3 separate regions of the Mus musculus genome follow, and all the other regions are linked to region 3. Evidence: chromatin contacts called from public Hi-C and HiChIP or PLAC-seq data. All regions are on one chromosome and are shown on one strand. The core of a region is the stretch at or near the end of the contact, and the rest is flanking DNA. Distances in the headings are between cores, read along the strand shown.

The links. A called contact is a pair of places that touch in the nucleus more often than the background predicts. HiChIP or PLAC-seq counts read pairs in DNA pulled down with a chosen protein or histone mark.
Region 1: an HNF4G HiChIP or PLAC-seq map of pancreatic cancer cells shows a contact between it and region 3. The contact joins the enhancer-like site here to the promoter of Ephb6 in region 3. A contact is called at or near these places in 1 of 15 datasets of contacts at CTCF or cohesin (CD8 T cells), 32 of 484 Hi-C or Micro-C datasets (the C2C12 cell line, CD4 T cells, CD4 single positive thymocytes and 17 more), 15 of 115 datasets of contacts at active chromatin or transcription factors (CD4 single positive thymocytes, CD8 T cells, the SCID.adh cell line and 8 more) and 1 of 9 other capture datasets (adipose tissue).
Region 2: a contact with region 3 is called in a Hi-C map of Sertoli cells, with 5 times the contacts expected there. The contact joins the enhancer-like site here to the promoter of Ephb6 in region 3. A contact is called at or near these places in 2 of 39 promoter capture datasets (HPC-7-derived erythroid cells and liver), 1 of 15 datasets of contacts at CTCF or cohesin (CD8 T cells), 5 of 484 Hi-C or Micro-C datasets (DN2 thymocytes, Sertoli cells, forebrain and 1 more), 3 of 115 datasets of contacts at active chromatin or transcription factors (the SCID.adh cell line and embryonic stem cells) and 3 of 9 other capture datasets (adipose tissue, liver and pancreatic islet).

Annotation. Positions count from the first base shown.
Region 1 is chr6:41,551,956-41,556,494 of GRCm38.p6, reverse strand. It overlaps Tcrb. Among named protein-coding and RNA genes, the nearest start is that of Prss2, 32 kb to the right of the region's middle. Within about 2 kb of position 1,939, at least 89 of the 459 cell types and tissues checked have an H3K27ac peak or open chromatin away from gene starts, as enhancers often do. A contact at or near this core is called in the C2C12 cell line, CD4 single positive thymocytes, CD8 T cells and 15 more, where this site is marked.
Region 2 is chr6:41,660,941-41,665,357 of GRCm38.p6, reverse strand. The region is part of intron 8 of Trpv5 (transient receptor potential cation channel, subfamily V, member 5); the gene reads left to right. Among named protein-coding and RNA genes, the nearest start is that of Trpv5, 18 kb to the left of the region's middle. Within about 2 kb of position 2,892, at least 2 of the 459 cell types and tissues checked have an H3K27ac peak or open chromatin away from gene starts, as enhancers often do. A contact at or near this core is called in Sertoli cells, where this site is marked.
Region 3 is chr6:41,603,536-41,607,478 of GRCm38.p6, reverse strand. It overlaps Ephb6 (Eph receptor B6), which reads right to left and starts at 1,968. Exons shown (of 18, transcript NM_001146351.2): 1 at 1,659-1,968.

The sequences.
Region 1 (4,539 bases), core at 690-3,189, 51 kb after region 3:
ATCTCATTTAATTAATATACAAAGGAAAAATCAAAACAGAGACACTGAGTGATCAACAACATACTTGACAATGTCCAAATGTCTCTATCACACTTGATGAATAGGTGTAAAGTAGCCAGGATACAGAGAGCCATCATAAAGATCAAAACAATGAAGTATATTAAAGATGGTACCAGGCAAAGCTACAAGTAAAACATTTGACTTCAAGTCTAGATTTCCTAGTTTCTAAGACCTGAGGGCAGTTATGTAGTTTTTCTAGATTTCATTTTTTTTTCACCAGCAAATGTTATCTGTATGCATTGTTAGATATTGAAGGAGATCATATTTTGCAAGTACTATTACAAAGTCTAACTTTTGGCAGGTGTCCTTTTCCTCCCTGGAAGCTTACAAAGTACTTTGACTGTAGCTCCTCCAAATTGTCTCATTTAAAAATATTTAAACAGAAAATATGTCACAAACATGACAATGCTTATGTGGCAAACCGATGCCAATTTTCTCATGTGCTGTCTGCTCTGAATTCATCCTAGAACATTCCTGTTGGAACTCTGTGCAATCTCAGGGTCTGTCTTCAAGGAGAAACACTGTGTGTGTGTGTGTGTGTGTGTGTGTGTGTGTGTGTGTGTACATTAAAAGGAGAAACGATTTTTAGCTAGATTTAATACAATTAAGTTCCAAATGAGAGGATTGTTTGAATAGAAACACAGAAATCTCAGCGTCTTTAAAGTCTTGGAAACAGCAAATGAGAAAAAGAAAATCCTAGTGATGGCTAAGGATAATGTAGCACACAAGAAGAGGCTGTTTAAGGAGAGTCCTGAAAACCATGTATACACACTAGAGCAAGTCATTATCCTGCATTTAGTTATCTGCCTCTATTTATGCATAAAGATTCTGCTGCCATAACTGTTTCAATTGTACCCAAAGGTCAAAACCTCAGTCATTATAACTAGGGAAAACAGGAAAACACTTCAGGATGGCATATCCTAATAGTAGGTGCTACCTGCTGCCAACATCAATGTCATGGTTCCTGGTTAAATGTGGCTTCTTTTCTAGGAGATCTGTAAGGATGCTGATTTTGACTTTGACTTTATAAATGTGTCACAATAACTATCCCTAAGGATATCATTGCCTGATTTTCACACACAGGCTGCTGAGGACCACAGAAGTTAGAGAAACTCCCCTCAAGGATCTAAGCCATAATGGGATTGACTGGGGCCCCTTGACTGCTTCTAGAAGGTAGAAAAAGGCCCAGCCTTAGGAAGGCTGGGCTACTTCATATGATTTTTTAAAGATTATATGATTTAGTTGAGTGTGTGATGGATAGAGCAGGATTGGCTTGTATATTTTGCGAGTTCCCACTTCCTCATTTGAGAGTTTCTGGAGGTCTGGTTTTCCATTCTTTCCTGTGTTGTGTGTAGACGTTTCCCTCATCTTACCCACATGAGGCAGGAAATACAAAGCACATTCACTTTACAGCCCTTACTCACAGAGGATACACCCCAGCGAAAGCCAGCCAATGAATGCAGGACAGACAGACCATCTATTTTTCATTCGGTTTATTATTTAGACTCTGTTCCTGTGACTCATTACATGAATGGGCTCTCATTACATTAGTTGAAGGAAATGGAGGATACTTGTGAAGAGAGGGTGACTGGAGTTGGGGTTAAGTGGAAAGAGAAGTGGGAAGAGCGGTGATGTGGGAGCCATGGGAACCCTAATGAGGTCAGAGCTGTTATTGCACCTGTCTCCATGGTGCATACTGAAGGCTTCTGTTTCCTGTGTGACTTCTAACAGATGTAAGATAGTTTAGATGGGGGGCTTGAGATGAGATATATGGGTTCCCCTTTAGAGACCCTCCTCTTGGTTGTTCTCACTGTCACGGTGATAGCTAGAGGCTGAGGTAGAAAGGGCTGCATGAGAAGGGTTTGAAGACAGGATGTGGCAAGTGTGGTTCCCAAAATGCTCAGAATGTGAGTGAGTGGGGGAGCATTCACAGGCACCCCAGATGTAGGACCTGGTAAATGTCAAACCACATCCTGTTGTGACTCCTGGAGATGGAGCTATGGCAGGTGGCCATTCTTACTTGGTGCTGATGTTACTTACAGATAAACAGCCAGACCTGGGGTGAGATGCTTCCACCCCTTCCCCCATTGTCTTCAGGAACCGAAAAGTCCCAGGAATGCATCTCTTCACTTGCTGATGTTTGATGAAAAACAGTTCTTCTTAAGATTATTTTTTTTATCATGTTCCTATATCTCTTTGCTGGAATCGGTCAGGGAAACAAGTATTAAGGGTCCTACTGTGCCTGGTTAACTATGGGACTCAAGATCAGCACTGTCCCTTTGCAGGTCAGATGCCTTGTAAGATATATCACAATGTGTGTGTCTGGAGCTGGGAAGGACTTAGATTTCCCCACTTACCATTCTGTCAGTGCTACAAGGCCTGCAGAATTTTCATCAACAAACCACTAAGTAGGGTCTGAGGCTCCTTATGGAGCACCTTGGTTCACAGGAATTGAAGGGATCTGGAAAGCTGGAGATGGTAAATGCATTCTGCAGCTGGGGAGAGAGGAGGGGGAAGAACTGATTCTCTGAGTTTTAGCAGATCCTGGACTCCAGGCAGAGTTTGGAGAACATGTGCTCCATATCGAGCTGAGATCTTGCTGTGATTTTGTGAATCACTTGTATAAGATTAAATAAGGCGACATGATCCCATCTGAGAGAGTGTGAGGATAGAGGGATAAATATAATGGACTACAGAATTAGAATCTTGTTGAGACTTGGTAAGTTTGGAAGAAGCACTAAAGAAATAAATGCAAGAGAACCGAAGTACATTTTGGTCTCCTGCACATCCTCACAGATAGAAAAGCAACAATTTGCACACACAGAGGGGGTACATGGCTCAGATGCAGCACATGTGTGAAAGAACTAGAGTTTTGAGTCCCAAGTGATCTCTGAGTCAACGGCAGGATGTAGACATACAAAGGTAAAAAGTCGCCCCACCCAAATGATACCTAACACATCAAAAACAAGGGGTATAACTAACTCCCTCTTTACTCTATGTAGGTCAGAACCCACCTGGTGCTGAGTTTTTTTTTTTTCTGAATACAGTGCTTTCAGAATGATAGAAGGATAAAAGTGAGCTGAAATGTTTTTATAAGAAAGTAACTGATCCACTAGGAGAAAGAAATGCTCAGAACTGTACATTTGAGGGAATGAGAGAGAGAGAGAGAGAGAGAGAGAGAGAGAGAGAGAGAGAGAGAGAGAGGGAGGGAGAGAGAGAGAGAGAGAGAGAGAGAGAGAGAGAGAGAGAGAGAGAGAGAGAGAGAGAACTGGAAGTGAAGTGTTGAGCCAGGAAAATATATTTAAGTGAACATAAATTACAGTGCTTGATAGTTATTACCCTGTGCTAAGAACTGTAGATATTGTGTGGATTGATTAAGCCATGTGATTGAGTCCATTTAACACAAGGGGAGGCCAAGTCTTTGGTGGCCACTTGCTTAAATCATATAGCTGGGGAAACATAGAAATGAAGCCCAAATCCAGACTTTTTGGCTTTCAAGTCTATGTTTATTGCAGGCGTGGTTCTTAAAGTGAAGATTATTCTTCCTTGTAGGTTTAAGTAATGGTCTTTACAAGCTCCAACTGCTTCTGAGGCTCTCTTAGGGGAACAGAATTATAAGCTGAGAAAGATATGCATGGTAAAAAATTATAGATACTCAAATAGTCAGCAAATGTTCATAGAGCGGCCCAATGGATAAAGGGCTTATTCAGACAACTAAGAACTCTTTGGGGACAGTTAAAACTACTTGCGAAGAAAAGGAGGATTCAATGCTATGTTGTTGTTGTTCTTTAACACGTACATGGTTTGTGATACCAGGTCTCATGAAGATCAATTCATTGTATAGTGAATGTGTAGGGCTGTAGTTGTTAAGAAGTCCTAAAACTTGGACTCAATGTTACTGTTTCCAAAGTCTTCACTTATATCAGCGATGGTTATAACAAGATGGGTGGCTCCGCTTTTGGCATGGTTTCCCTATCAAGGCACTCTTACATTCATAGATGAGAGCTGAAATCAATTTCCTAAAAACCTGATGAAATGTTGGAAGCAGACATAATCGTTGGCCCTTTTCAGTTCCCTTCGATGACCAGCAGGTAGTGTTTACTCTTTTATGAGATATCCCACTCCCCCCACACCCCACCCTCCACCCCAGGCAGCCTGCTTCAAGAAACAGGTACAAGAGATGAAAAAACTACTTGGAGACAGGGAAGGTAAATATGTAGCTGGGACTTAGGTGATGGGACTAGTGAACTGAATATGTCTTCTCTGTTAAAAGTTGATATTTCAGGTAAAGTCTTACACTGTCATAATAAATCCTAAGGAGAGGCAGAGTGGTAGGAATTGTTAGGAAAAGAAGCTTTCAAAGCCCAACACTGAGTATTGTAGTGGGAAGAGCTCCATGAATTTATCATCTACAAATAAACAGAGAAAAAGGCTCTCAGAGGTAGAGGAAAACATACAACCTAATGCTATGACATGTTT
Region 2 (4,417 bases), core at 1,643-4,142, 57 kb before region 3:
CCTTGAAGAAAATCAATGAGTTGACATAAACTATCCTGAGATCCTGCTCCCCATTTGTGTCATGGTTAAACCCTCATCAGTTGATTCTTGTGGACAGTACTGGTAGGAAACTGTTCAATCTATAGAATCAGAGAAATCCTCCTTTGACTGGCGACAGGCCCTTTGTAAGTCTGTGATTTGGGGAACAAAATCAAAAGTCTAAACTGGATTTTTCAACTTGTTTTTGTGATCTAGAGAGGTTGGTATTCCTAGCCTTTATCTAGAGGGTCTACACCTAGCTCTTCCAGATCACTGGCGTCTTAGGTTCTACTCTGCACTCTCCTGAGCATTCTACCCAGAACAGTCAGCTCATAAAGAATAGTTCAGTGAAGTGTGAGTCCCTGCAAGCAATCTGATTACTGGCAACAATTAAATTCCAGGTTATCACTACTCCTAAAATTTCAGGTTGTTAATAATTCCTAGAATTCTTAGCCATGTGGCAATGTAGAGAATTCTGGTTACTTTCGGGAAATACTTATTTTTAGAGGAGTAGAGTATGAGATGTTTTTTTACATTCCAAGTGACCTTGAGCAAGGATGTTGGTAGTCTTAAAACAACGTAGGCAAGTGCCATATTTTGTACTGGTTTCCTTCCAAATAGCCTTCTCCATTTCTACTCACTTGTTTATTTCCCTCTTTCGTCCGCATCTTCCAGGGAAAGCTGCTTCTCTACAGCTTCCACAGCCCCCTTCTTTCTTTGCTTTTCTTTCTCAAAATGTTGTAAACTGTGTATAAAAGGGAAGTGTCAGATGCTAATGTCCCCAGGATGCTCTAAGAGATACATAGTACTCCGACATATCAGTGCTCCAGGCAAGGTCTATAATCAGAGTACACTAGGTGCCTACAGGGGCACATCTGAGCTAGTTGCAGAAGGGCATGGAAGGAGAACTCAGGAAAATGCTGGCCTGGCCTGTATCCTGAAGCATAAGAAGGAGTGAACTAGACATATGTGGTCACACAGGTTTTTTAAGGAAAGATTTGTATATTCTACTTTAAGGGCTGGTTAACACAACTCCATTGCTTAACGTGTCTGCAGCCTACATAGAGCATAAAAACTCAAGGCAGAGAGAGGTCAGAGTAATGAGTTTGTAGTGATAATTAATTTAGGCTTTACATTTGATCTTTATCTTACAATGAACACTCCTAATTAAAAGAACACATATACATACATAGATTTTAAAAATCAAACAAAAGTGCTGAGCAGGAGCGACCATTGCTGGGTGTGATGGCATAAACCTAGGATTCTAGCATTCAGGAAGTTGAGACAGAGGATCACCCATCAGTTTGAGGCCAACCTGCTCTATACAATGTGTTCCAGGTCACCCATGGGCCAAATTGTAAGACCTGGTCTCAAAGAACAAACAAACAGACAAACCAACAAACAAACAAAAAAAAACCCATCAACAATAGGTAGGTAGGTCGGTAGACAGACAGACAGACAGGCAGGCAGGCAGACAGACAGACAGACAGACAGACAGACAGACAGACAGACAGATAGATAGATAGATAGATAGATAGATAGATAGATAGATAGATAGAAAAACAGAACTAGAACCAAATAAAACAAATTAGCAATTACATAGTTACAACCTGGGCCAGCACTCTTCTCCAGGCGTTTCTCATTCCAGGGAGCTCAGACAGGTTTTACCTTTTTTTCAGAGGAGTCCCTCCTTCTATCTCTATTTGTTAAGGTGTTCAGACTGTACCTAGTGACTTTCTCCTCTGAAAAATATTTATGGAACACTGTCTAATACCATCTGATTTTTATCCTGAAGGTATTGAACAGCTAGGGAAGACATAAATAGACGTCATGTGATAATGTTCATATTTCCAAAAGATTAGTCTGGGAACTTGGAGGGAAAAAGAATCCAGGGATGGAGGGTAAACAAGGTGGCAGACAGCCTTGTATTTGCCTAAAGGCACTGGGTCCTGCTAAATGAAAGGACCTGAAGCACTGTAAGACCTCTGCGGAGCAAACAGGAGCTGAGGCTGTGCGGCTGTGGTACCTTAAGCATAGTTTGCCAAACACAACCTTGATCCCCAAACCTTGTTTTAAGAACTGCAGATCTAAAGAAGCATGAATGAGATGTTTAATTTAGACAGAACATCTTGATTACAACCCCTAAAGAATAAAATTTTAAATCTTCAAAAGGCAATTTTATTATTTGTCTGGGCTTAATTCTGGGGGAAGCTTACGGTAATTAGTTAAGAGGAATCTCTATCACTTCCTGGATCATCAGAGAGGTATCATTAAAATTCAAGGTCTCTTCTCATTTTTAAAGCACTGCCATTTCTTTACACTGTAAAAATACTCATTCTAGATGAAAAAATGTTTTATGTCAGTAATAAAACAATAAGAAGGCCAATACATTAAGTGCCTAATACAATTGTTATGACATATTTCACACACACACAGAATATATATATATATGTATATATAACAACAACAAGGAAAGCCCTTTATTTTGTTTAGTGGGCTCACAGAAGACCCCACATTCTGCAGCCAGGTTTAAGAGATCAGACTCTAGGAGAAAGGGCAGCCTGGTGCTCAAGCAAAAACTTGCAATCCCTGGATGCCTATCTGACTGCTGGATTTGTGGAAGGGAATGTCTTCATATTTAAAACAAAACAAAACAAAACAAAACAAGGCAAAACAATCTGCTGGAGAGAAGAGGTGTTGCTGGGGTGGGGTGGGGAAACCTAGAGAGATTGGATCCCTGTTTTTCTACAAATGGTATTATTGCTGCACTGACCTCTAGGGGCACTCTTGTCTTCAGAGCTCTGTGACTTCTTTTGTCAGCAGTGCTTACAGCCTCCCACATTCTTTCTTTCGAAACAAAGTCTCAGATTGACCAGGAAGGACTCAGATTTGTTATGTAGTAAAACAATGGGGTGTAGACTCCGAACCCTCCCAACTCCACCTCTTGGTTGCTAGAACTTGACTTTGAATTTACAGTCCTTCTGCCTCTACCTCAAGATTTCTGGGATTACAAATGTTTACTATCATTCCTGTCTCTGTCTCTGGAGAGATTGAAGGGAGAAAAAGTTGACATAATCTAGATCAGAGGTTCTCAACCTATCAGTCATGACCCCTTGGGGTCTCATATCAAATATCCTGCATAACAGCTATTTACATTACAATTCATAACAGTAGCAAAATTACAGTTTTTGAAACAGCTAGAGAAATAATTTTATGGTTGGGGAGTCACCATAACACAAGGAACTGTGTTAAAGGGTTGCAACATTAGGAAGGTTAAGAACCACTGGTCTAGACCCACTCACCAAGATACAAAGTTTTTAAAATAATTTAAAATTTTTGTGCAAAAACAGATCGACTGGTCTACTTTCTGTATTTAAAATTATTTCTCAGTTAATGTGTTTATTATTTATTCCCTACTTACCGAAGGTCTTAGAATGAATTGACATGGTTTGCAGTAAGAGATAGATTCTACAAGGGCAGTAAATAAATAAAAGGACATATTCTGCGTACTGAATTTCAGTAGAGATAAAGTGAGCTCATAGAGTTGCCAGGGCTGAGGACAAAATAAGCAAAGAAAACACACAACAAGCAAACAAGAAACCTTGAAGCAGCCCCAAAGCATTTCCAAGGCTTAGACGTACAATTCCATGTTAAAATTGTACATATTTTTTCCACAAAACTTTCTCATATTGTCAAGTGAGATCATGACTTCTAACTAGGTAAGAATCACTAATGAAGAATTCCATCATCACATCTGCATGATGTAGTCGTAGGATAGCCTTCATCTGACCTTGACCCCAGAACTGTCTTGTCTTCTCAGAATAATCTGAGTCCCTTTAGAAAACTAAAACGCATGTCTAGGCTCATTTCTACCTTATTCTGTATTGCCAAATCATAGTAAAACTACAATAAATACTTCTGTGGCCTTTTTTTGGTTAAGGTACACTCCAACGCCACCATCTCCGGGAGGTGAGGATTAGAGTTTCCATCTTACAAATGAGAACCCTTAAGTTCAGACGTTTTAAATGTTTCAAGGTCTCATCAGAGGTATTGAGTTTGGAGCCTATAGTGGCCCCTGAATTCTGAGATATGCTTATGATGTCTTAAAAGGGTGTGGGAGCCACAGTGAGATTGGAACAGTTGGATTCTTTCCAGGACAGAAACCATCATCAGCATCTACTAAACTCTCTTATTCACATGGCATGCTTTGTTGTCTTGCTTATTTTATTTTGCTACCTCATCACACAAGACTTCACAGTGTACCCAAAACCGACTTTGCCCTTGTGCTCTATTGTTCTATCTCATTCTCTTGAAGGCTGGAGTTGCAGGCAAGTACCACCATACTCAGTCGTTCATTTGGCCGTTTTGGTGCTATGAAATGTGCTCTCTGTTGCTCAGT
Region 3 (3,943 bases), core at 719-3,218:
CATGCTGGCTCAAGCACTTGTACCTCCTACTCCCAGTCTTTGCAGACAAGAGAGGCATTTAAGATGCAAGCAATGTCTAGGTCTAGCCAGACAGCCATGGAAAATGAATCACGTTGGCTGTTCACTGACTGGGGTCATAACAGTGCTGGGAAAGAGTATGGGGGGGGGGAGGTTAGGGGCAAATATATGGGAGCAATGAGTCCTGAAAGGTGATGGGAGAAAGCCCTGGGGGCCTGGAGTAGTTCCTGAATCTGCAAATGACTGGTGGAGTATAAGGAAATGCACATGAGAGTCAGTAGACAGCAGCAAAACACAGAGCACTGAGTTTCAGGGGTCTAATGAAATGCTGTCCTTGCTATGGACCCTGCTCCATCTTCACTGGCTGTGAGCTGCTCTCTAGCAAGATGCTTCTGCTGAAGCACTGGGTGGGCATTGGGTAGAGGAAGGGGAACCAAGGCTTCCTGCATCTTCAGATGTTCCCATAGTCCTCCTACCTGCAGTGAGGCATGGAAGAATGATAGGAAACCATATGGACAGGTTCATGAGTCGGTGAAGAGCTGGGGAAAGGCTATCCCAGAGAATGGCCCTGCCTTTCTCATGCTCAGCCATCATGGCCTGTTATTCCCAGCACACTGGTAACTCCCTGGTCTTTATCATTCATCTTCTTGTACGATGAATGGGCCAATAGACTGGAGAAGACTCATCCATACGTCATTAGGTAGGTACACTGGGGCACTCATGGCAATCTTCCTTCAAGACAAAAGGCTCACAGCTTTCAAGGGTCCATAGTTGCTATGAGCAAGATTCAGTCCCTAAATGTCCTATTACTGGCTCAGCCTCCAAGGACTCTCAACAGCCCTACCAGTCACTCCCACTGGTCTCTCCTTTGAGAAGCATCATCTTCCCTTCCAGAGCCACCTGAGTCAAGTTCCCCTGATGGGTGGAGGGCCTGAGTTAACTGATTGGGAACAGGCTGGGCAGCACTTCTACATGGGCACTGCCAGGGATATTACAACATCAGCTATGCTGGTCCCCTGCCAGTTCCCCCAGGGATGGGAGGAGAGAGGGTGCCAGACGGCCAAGATCAGTGGGCAGGGGCAGAGGCAGGCTGGGCCAAGCACCCAGATGCATAGAGGGGGTGGAGCTGGGGCAGGAGCAAGCAGGATACTTTGTTTGCCACTGGAGGGGGCGTGCTTACGGTTGGGGCTCAAATTCCAAGCCTCTATTTCCAGGCTTAAGGGGGCTGTAGATGTCGATTGCCCCTTGCCCCTGCCAGCTCCACCCTGCAGCGAGGGGATTGGAGAGATGCCACAGGAGTCAGAGGCATGGACAAACCTTTTCTGAATGCTGGGAGCCTGACCTTTGTGAGGTTACCCCCCTCCCCACACACACACACCAAGTCACAGGCACAGGAGGGTCGATGGAAACGTGATGGAAGAATTTTAATACCCAGGACACACAGAATAAAGAGCATGGATGAAGGGGCAGTCTCTCAGAAACCTACTCTCGCCTTGGAGAGCTATACCCAGTACTCCCCCATAAAAGACCCCCATCCAGGGTGTGCATAGGCCCAGGCTAGAGAGATCCTCTACTTTGCAAACCTTAATCCCTTACTCTCCAGACACAGTACCCTCCGACCTCCCAAATCCCGGGCTCACCTTCCCGCCGGCCTCCAGCTCTGCAGGTCTGCGCCCCCCGAGGCCCCCGCGGTGGATCTGCACCTCGCAGATCTTTCCTAGCGTCGCGCGTGTCCTCTCTGGTCTGGGGACCTCGCTTCCCAGGGGCCCGCGTCTGCTCGCAGCTTAGAGTCTCTGGGATTCTGGGAGAGGACCCAAGGCTGCAAGCAGGGACTGCTCCCTAGGCGGGGCCCTGGGGAATCGTGCGGGGGCCGGTGTCACGATCGGAGTCGCTGAGCTGTGGTCTCGGGTTCGGACGCCCGCTGCTCCCCAGCGCTAGCTGGGCGAACGCAGCCGGGCCCGCCCCCTCTCGTCTCTCCCAGCCTGGCCCGCCCCTCTCCAGCCCCTTCAGCCGCTCTCGCTCTCCTCTTCCGGGAGCCGAGCCCGCCCTCTGGGCCTAGGACCCAAGTGCGCGGCGCCGGATCCCCAGCGGGGCGTGCAGTGGAGACGCTGGGCGCGCCTTGGGCCCGCCCGTGTGCCGAGGAGGGTCGGCCTCCTCCCGCAGGTCCTGGCGGGCGGAGGGGACGTGGGCAGGAGGACCGCACGAGTTAGGGTCCGGGAGGAGGCGGCCAGTGGGCGCCGCTGCGAGGCGTGTTTAAAACCCTGTAGCTCGCGCCCGAGCATCAGCGGAGCAAAGCGCTACTGGCTGGCAGCTGATGGCCAGGCTGAAGCCCAGGCGCTGCGCCTATGGCTCCTCCCTTTCTCTTCTTTAACTCTAGGAACTAAACCAGTGGGGCTTCTACTCTGGATTGAACTGAGGTGGGCGTGAGCAGAAAAAAGAAAAAAGAAAAAAAAAAAAAAAAAAAGGAGGAGGTGGAAGGAGAAACAAGTCTTGGGAGCACGGGAGGGCAGAACAACCAGAGACAGTGCAAGCGTCTGGGAAGGAAAAGGTCCCTGTGCTAGCTTCAGACTTGTATCTGTTTCTGTGCCTTGAATCTGGGTCAGCGATGGGGCCTCTGAATTGAACCTTCAACCGCCTCAAAGGCAGGGAAGCCTGGGGCGGAGTCCGGGAAGTCCGATGTCTGTGCCTGGCGCAGACCTGGCTTGGACAAGTCGCTGCACCCAGTCTAGGTGCCACCTCCCTGGCGCGCGCTCCGCAGAGTACCATCCCACAGTGATGAGAGGCCGTAGAAGGTCCACTCAGTCGGTACCTGGATGCAGGGGCGGAACAGAGCGAGCTTGCTACTAGGGAGAAGAGTTTCTACCCAGCCCTAACCATTTCTAAACTAGAGTACTGGTTTGTGGGGGTCTATTGTTTAGGTCCCGCGGAGCAGGGCTGCAGCCTTCGCACGAAGTGTTGCTACCACCTGCTGGTTCTTTGAGGGAGAACAGGTATCCTGTGAAATCTGCACACCCCTTCGCCCCTATTACCCTGTCCCATCTTATACCCCCTTTCACTTATTCAAAGGCATCCTTATGAAAGTACTAGCTAGCTGCTTATGGGCTGATCATAACTGGTACTTAAAGAACATTTAGAAACCAATGAAAATTGTGAAAGAGACTATGAGCCAACATGCACAAGAAACCAAACAATGAAACTCCTTGAGGTACTGCGAGAGAAACAGTCGTTAATGAATTGGCTGAATGAGTGATAGAAAGATAAAGACAAATAACGAGTCCCTACTTGGACAGGAGGTTGTTCGCTCATAATATCGAGGATCAATTAATAAGCCTGATTAAGTTTAATGACCTGCATTTGGACCTCATTAAAACTTCAATTACACTGGTGTGCCTATAACTCGTATTTCTTCCATTTGTTTCTAAGCTTTCTGATAAAGAGCTTTCTTTATTTGTGGTTAACTGTTTCCAATGCTTTCAACGACTGAAAAAAGGGGGGAGGCTGATCTTGCAACATCTTCATTATTAGACAATTCTACCATGTATCTATCATCACATCTATCTGGGCATCTATGTATTTCCTGTTACCATCTGGAATGCTGTTGGTGCTCTCATTAAACATATACCCTGTACCTCCAGCCTTTCCTACATGCCTGGAAACTTTAAAAAGTAAGAAAGTACATAAAGCATGTTTAAACATAGTCACAAAACCAAAATATAGATATTTCTTTATGAAGCCCAGAAATTCTAGCAAAACTTTGCATTGTGATTACAATAAAATCTTTGTTTTCTTTTTATTGTATGACATATTACAAATTCTGTTTCTATTAATTTAGACTTATGTAATCAGTCAATTTTTTTCTTGCTAAGAAAACATGAATGTGTCTGGTTTTCAAAAAAAACACTATTGTATCCAGGATGCATAGAAG